Linked DNA regions of Triticum aestivum: region 1 is linked to region 2. Evidence: chromatin contacts called from public Hi-C data. All regions are on one chromosome and are shown on one strand. The core of a region is the stretch at or near the end of the contact, and the rest is flanking DNA. Distances in the headings are between cores, read along the strand shown. Region 1 holds the start of LOC123144922. Region 2 has its middle 4.5 kb from the start of LOC123144921.

Region 1 (2,700 bases), core at 39-2,538, 230 kb before region 2:
TACAATGATACATACAGCAGCAGTGCTCCTTAAGTCTAACACTCACTCGTGCTTGATATCACGTTTAGCATTGTTATTTGCAGAGGGCTCCGAATTCAAATGAAGGGGCCACCCATATTAACACGTACAGTACCGTCCTAGACGCATCCTGCCCGTCGTTCATCCGGTATTCAAGTTCAACTCGACCAAACTACAGTACTGATGATGCCCTTTGATGAGGTCTGCTTGCAAGGGGCCCTGCCCTGTCATTGTGTGTGAGGCCTCCCGACTCTGGTTTAATCTGTCATGAGAACATGTGACCACTCAAATCTACTTCCCTGCGTTTCATTGTTCGGCTGACACGTCTTCCTTGGCTTCCGCTGCGTCGCTTTTATACATGTTTTGATCGCTCAGCTGCTTTCAAAAAAGAAGAGAAGAGAGAGGGACGTTACGAAAACGGTCAACTCTAGTTAGTATAAAGTTGAGTCATCTATTTTGGAACGGAGGAAATAGGAAGGGAGCTTTCAGCTTTGGATCATCTTCTTTGTCTACCTTAGCCATGGAGTCTCTGTCTCAGGCATATTTGTTAGTACCGTACATGCTCTTCCCAGTTCTACTGACCTATACTGGTTACTGGGAAGAAGCGGCAAGCCAGCAATTCGTTCGAACGTACTACCATTCACTGCGGGTGGTCCCGTCCCGTTGCAAATGCAAACCATAATTGCCACCTGGGGCACCAAGCCCACGACCTGGGCTGATGCTTCTTGCACGGCCAACACACGGAGACGAGAGTTAATAAGGCATCAGCGAAATCTATCAATGACCTGATGATGTACAACTAGTACGAGGGCTCACGTGCCCACCATTTGTCACACCCGTCACGTGATTAGGTGACACGATCTGACCCCCCCTCCCTGGCTCTGGTGCGATCGCGCAATTAATTAGCGCTCCGATCCGATTCGATCCGATCAAAAGCGGGAGTGAAGAGAAGAGAGGTCGATGTCGTGGGCATGCACACGAGCTCCTCCAACGGTCGGCTCGGCTGCTCCTGCCGTTGGTTCGTTCGTTGGAAAGAAAACTAATTTTACCGGGCGCAACGGTCGGATCCCTCTGGGCGGATGACGGCGCCAAAAGGGATCCATCTTTCCACGAGCGTGCACTTGCGCCCTCGTAGCCGTTGAGGCGTTTGAATCCCGGCGGATACGGATTCCAGATGATGAGCCAATCGGAGCCAGGCCCCACCTAAGCAAAGCTTCCTCCAACGGGCACCACACCGCTGAGAGGATTTCAAATCTCACCTCAGCTCAGATATGACCTTCGTCGAGAGAGGATTTCAACGGCACACGCACAGCACAACGTACTAACACGAAGCACCACGCACACCGATCGCGTACTTAATCCCCCCTCACATTCCCCCCGAAGCTCTGCATAAATACCAGCTCCACGCGTTCCAACCCCAGACTTTCCATTGCTTGCGCCCGGAGCTCACCAACCATCCGTCGTCCCGTCCAGTGAGTCGCCATGGGGCTCTGTTTCAGCAAGAAGCAGCAGGACAAGCCACCGCCGCCGCCGCCGCAGCCGAGCGCGGCTGCGGCCACCACCAAGCCCAAGAAGCCCGCCAAGGTCGCCGCCGCCGCAGTGGTCGCGGGCGACGAGAAGGCCAAGAAGGCGCCGCAGCCGAGGAGGGCGTCCAACGCGGACGAGTCCGCCGCGGACGGCAAGAAGGCGGCACCGATCGTCGTCAAGGCTAACAAGGCGGCCGCGGGCGGGGAGGCGGAGGAGAAGAAGGAGGAGCAGGCGAGGCCGGTGGTGGTGGTGGCCAAGGGGCCGATGCCGGTGCGCACGTCCAGCTGCACCAAGGAGGAGGTGGACGCCATCCTCATCCAGTGCGGCCGCCTCAGCCGGAGCTCGTCCGGGAGCGAGACGAGGGGCGGGCACCGCTCCAAGAGGAGCTCCGACTTTGATCCGTCCGGGGCCGCTGGCGCGGACGAGGAGGGCGACTGGGAGAGGAACGGGGTCCCCGTGTCGAGGCCGTCGCCCCACCGGGGCTCGCCGCAGAGGAAGCGCTCGGGGAGCCGGGAGAGGACCGGCGGAGGGAGCCGCAGGTCGAGCCGATCGCCCGGACGGCGTGGCGAGGGCGGCGCGCCCTCTGCTACCTCGGCGGGCTCCGGCGTCGCCAGACAGCAGCCCGGGAAGATGGTCTCCGTTCCGGCGAGGGAGAAAGGGCGCGCACCGTCGCCCGCGGCCGCGTCCGGCAAGAGGTGCGCGTCTCCGCGATCAAGCTCGCCTGCGAGGGTGACCGCTGCCAATGAGAATGCTGGAGGGGGACAGAAGACGGCGGGGCAAACGCCGGCGCTGAGCCGGAGCTCGTCCAGGAAGGCCGAGCAGTCGCCGCTCCGGCGCAGCCCCATGGCCGAGATCGACGAGAATTCTCTCCGCAATAACAACAGCAGCACCAACACCAAGCCCCAGAAGGTAAGAAACAAAGCAAAGTTCGAATTTTAACGCCCTTCCTTTTGTAACTCCACGTCTTAACATCCGATCAGCCGCTCACAATCTTCAAACTGATATTCAGAAATCGACGGAGATTGCCGTCGCCACCCCGACCCGGAAGACCGCGGAGCGCGCAAAGGAGCAGAGTTCTCAGAAGGAGAAGGCGGAGGAGACCATCGGTGCGGCGTCGGAGACGAGAGCACCGTCGTCCAAGACCACCGAGACGCG
Region 2 (2,700 bases), core at 107-2,606:
CCAATAACCAAGGAATGGGTCGTGTTTGGCACGACCGTGGGCATTCTCAAGATGGGATCTTCTGAAGACTTGGCGCACACTTCAAGGCATACTCAAATTTTATCTATAGATGCAACCGACCATGTGTAACCCTAAGTACCCTCTGGCCCCTATATATGCCGAGGGGTTTAGTCCGTAGAGGCAGGATCTTTAGACTCATTCATATAATTTCGAGGTAGATCACATGTACTTTGCACTCCATCTACAAAATATAAACAAGAGCAGTAGTAGGGTATTACCTTTTCGAAAGGGTCCGAAGCTAGGTAAACACCATGTCCCTATTCTTCGTGTTACCATATAGCCAAGACCACCAGGACCCCCTACCCAGATCTGCCGGATTTAACTCCGACACCCTATGTCAAGATCCGTACTCTATGATCCAATGGTAGACTGAAATTTCAGAATCCTACCGTATGACACTTATCATTTTGGTTAAAAAAAGCAATGCTTTGGAGGCAACTCAGAAGTTTTAGAGAGTATATTTCTTTTTTGTGTGTGCCAATGAGGTTGATATTATTGTAGCATCTTCATCGTCTACCTTTTTTAAAATAAAGTGCCAAGGTTTATCTTTTTTTCAAGAAAACTTCCGATCTATTCATCTTCAATCATGGTGGTACAACAAACACCAGAAATAATAAATATTACACTAGATCTGTAGATTACCTAGCAACGACTACAAAAACTGAAGCAACCCGAAGGCGCGGCGCCGTCATTGACCCTCCCTCGCTGAAGCTGGACAAAACATGTTGTAGTAGACAGTCGGGAGTCGTCGTGCTAAGGCCACATAGGACCAACGCAGCAGAATAGCAACCACCACCGATGAAGAGTAGCATAGATTGGAAGAATTTACCTTTAATATGTTTAGTTTTTTCATTTAATTGAGCGATCGACAAAATCATAAATTTCAGAAAATCTTACAGTCAAATCTTTGGTTTTAAGTTTCAACTCTAAAACTTGATACTCGCGCAAAATCGTAAAATTTAGAAGCTGCCGCCCACAATCGTTAGTTTTAGAAACTAAAAATTAAAATTTGTTATGCCCCTCATACGATATCCAACGACTTTGCGGATCGCAAGACAATACGACGGATGGCACAGCTGGGCAGGTGCGTGCAACCGCACGGCATTTCCTATTTAGCGCTGCAGGCGCTGGTTATAGCTGTTTCCGCAAACCGGCGCCTGCAGCCGCGTTAACTGGGCTGGCCCATCCTTTTCTTTTCCTTCCTGTCACGAGGGCAAAGACAATACGACGGATGGCATAGCTGGGCAGGTGCGTGCGACCGCACGACATTTCCTATTTAGCGCTGTAGGCACTGATTATAGCTGTTTCCGCAAACCGGCGCCTGCAACCGCGTTAACTGGGCCTGGCCCATCCTTTTCTTTTCCTTCCTGTCGCGAGGGCAAAAAAGGCGAGCTTTGGTTGGGATTCGATCCCACAACCTCACGGTCGTTCATCTCATGCACTAACCACCGCACTAACTCGTATTAGTTGCCCAAACTACTGCTTCTTCACCTTTTCTTCTTACAACAATTCTTTTTTCCTATTTCTTTTTCCTTTTTATTCGAAACGGTTTTGTTATGTTTTTTGTTCTTTTTCTTTTTCTTTTTCTTCTTTTCGGAACGGTTTTATATTTCTTTTGCTAATTTGAAAGAACTATTTTTCAAAATCGATGAACTCTTTTTCAAGACTGATGAACATTTTTCTAAATCGATGAACTTTTTTTCTAAATTGATGAACTCTTTTTCAAAATCGATGAACTCTTTTTCAAGATCGATGAACTTTTTCTAAATCGATGAACTTTTTTTCTAAATTGATGAACTCTTTTTCAAAACCGATGAACTCTTTTCACAATCCATGAACTTTTTTTGGAAAATGGATGAACTGTTTTTCAAAATCGATGAACTTAAAAAAAAATGGATGAACTCTTTTTTAAAATCGATGAACTGTTTTTCAAAATTGATGAACTTTTTTTAAATTAGTGAACTTATTTCAAAATTGATGAACTCTTTCCCAATTTGATGAACTTTTTTCAATTTTTGTGAACTTTTTTTCCAAATTTGATGATTTAAAAAATGGATGAAGGTTTCCAAATCTGTGAACTTTTTTGGGCATGTTGGGCCCTCCTAGTTGATACTAACGAAAGAAACAGCAGCGAACGAAAAAGAAGCACGCGAACCCGTAGTGGGCCGGCCCAACATGCACGCGAACGGAAACAGCAGCGAACTTTTTTCAATTTTTGTGAACTTTTTTCCAAATTTGATGATTTAAAAAATGGATGAAGGTTTCCCAATCTGTGAACGAAAAATTGATGAACTCTTTCCCAACATGCACGCGAACGAATCCTATTGGACGCCCGTGCGCTGCTACTCTGCGTCAGGAAAAATTCTTTGCATCAGGAAAAGCTACTGAACCAAACCACTTACTAAAATCATTAGGAATTTTATCCCCATGCCGATGGGAAGCCTGTAGGTAGGGAAATGTAGACTTGTATATATCAACCGTGCAAGAATCAGTGTACAACATTGTCGTCGTCTCAATCGTGAACCGGACGGTGGAGGCAGATAGGAGAAGAAGAGTACGTACGCGAGATAAAATACACAAGAGTTTTGCTTTTGTTTTGGCAGTAAAGGGTATGCGGGGAGAGGAAAAATATTGTTACCG

Evidence for each region. Hi-C and Micro-C count contacts between places; a contact is called where the count stands out from the background.
Region 1: a Hi-C map of root shows a contact between it and region 2, with 8 times the contacts expected there. The contact joins the promoter of LOC123144922 here to the enhancer-like site in region 2. A contact is called at or near these places in 3 of 5 Hi-C or Micro-C datasets (leaf, root and an unstated tissue).

What each region holds. Positions count from the first base shown.
Region 1 is chr6D:328,748,088-328,750,787 of IWGSC CS RefSeq v2.1, reverse strand. LOC123144922 reads left to right here and starts at 1,288. Exons shown (of 2, transcript XM_044564192.1): 1 at 1,288-2,454; 2 at 2,555-2,700. The coding sequence starts at 1,501.
Region 2 is chr6D:328,519,982-328,522,681 of IWGSC CS RefSeq v2.1, reverse strand. No RefSeq gene overlaps it. Among protein-coding and RNA genes, the nearest start is that of LOC123144921, 4.5 kb to the right of the region's middle. Within about 2 kb of position 1,356, at least 2 of the 8 cell types and tissues checked have an H3K27ac peak or open chromatin away from gene starts, as enhancers often do. A contact at or near this core is called in root, where this site is marked.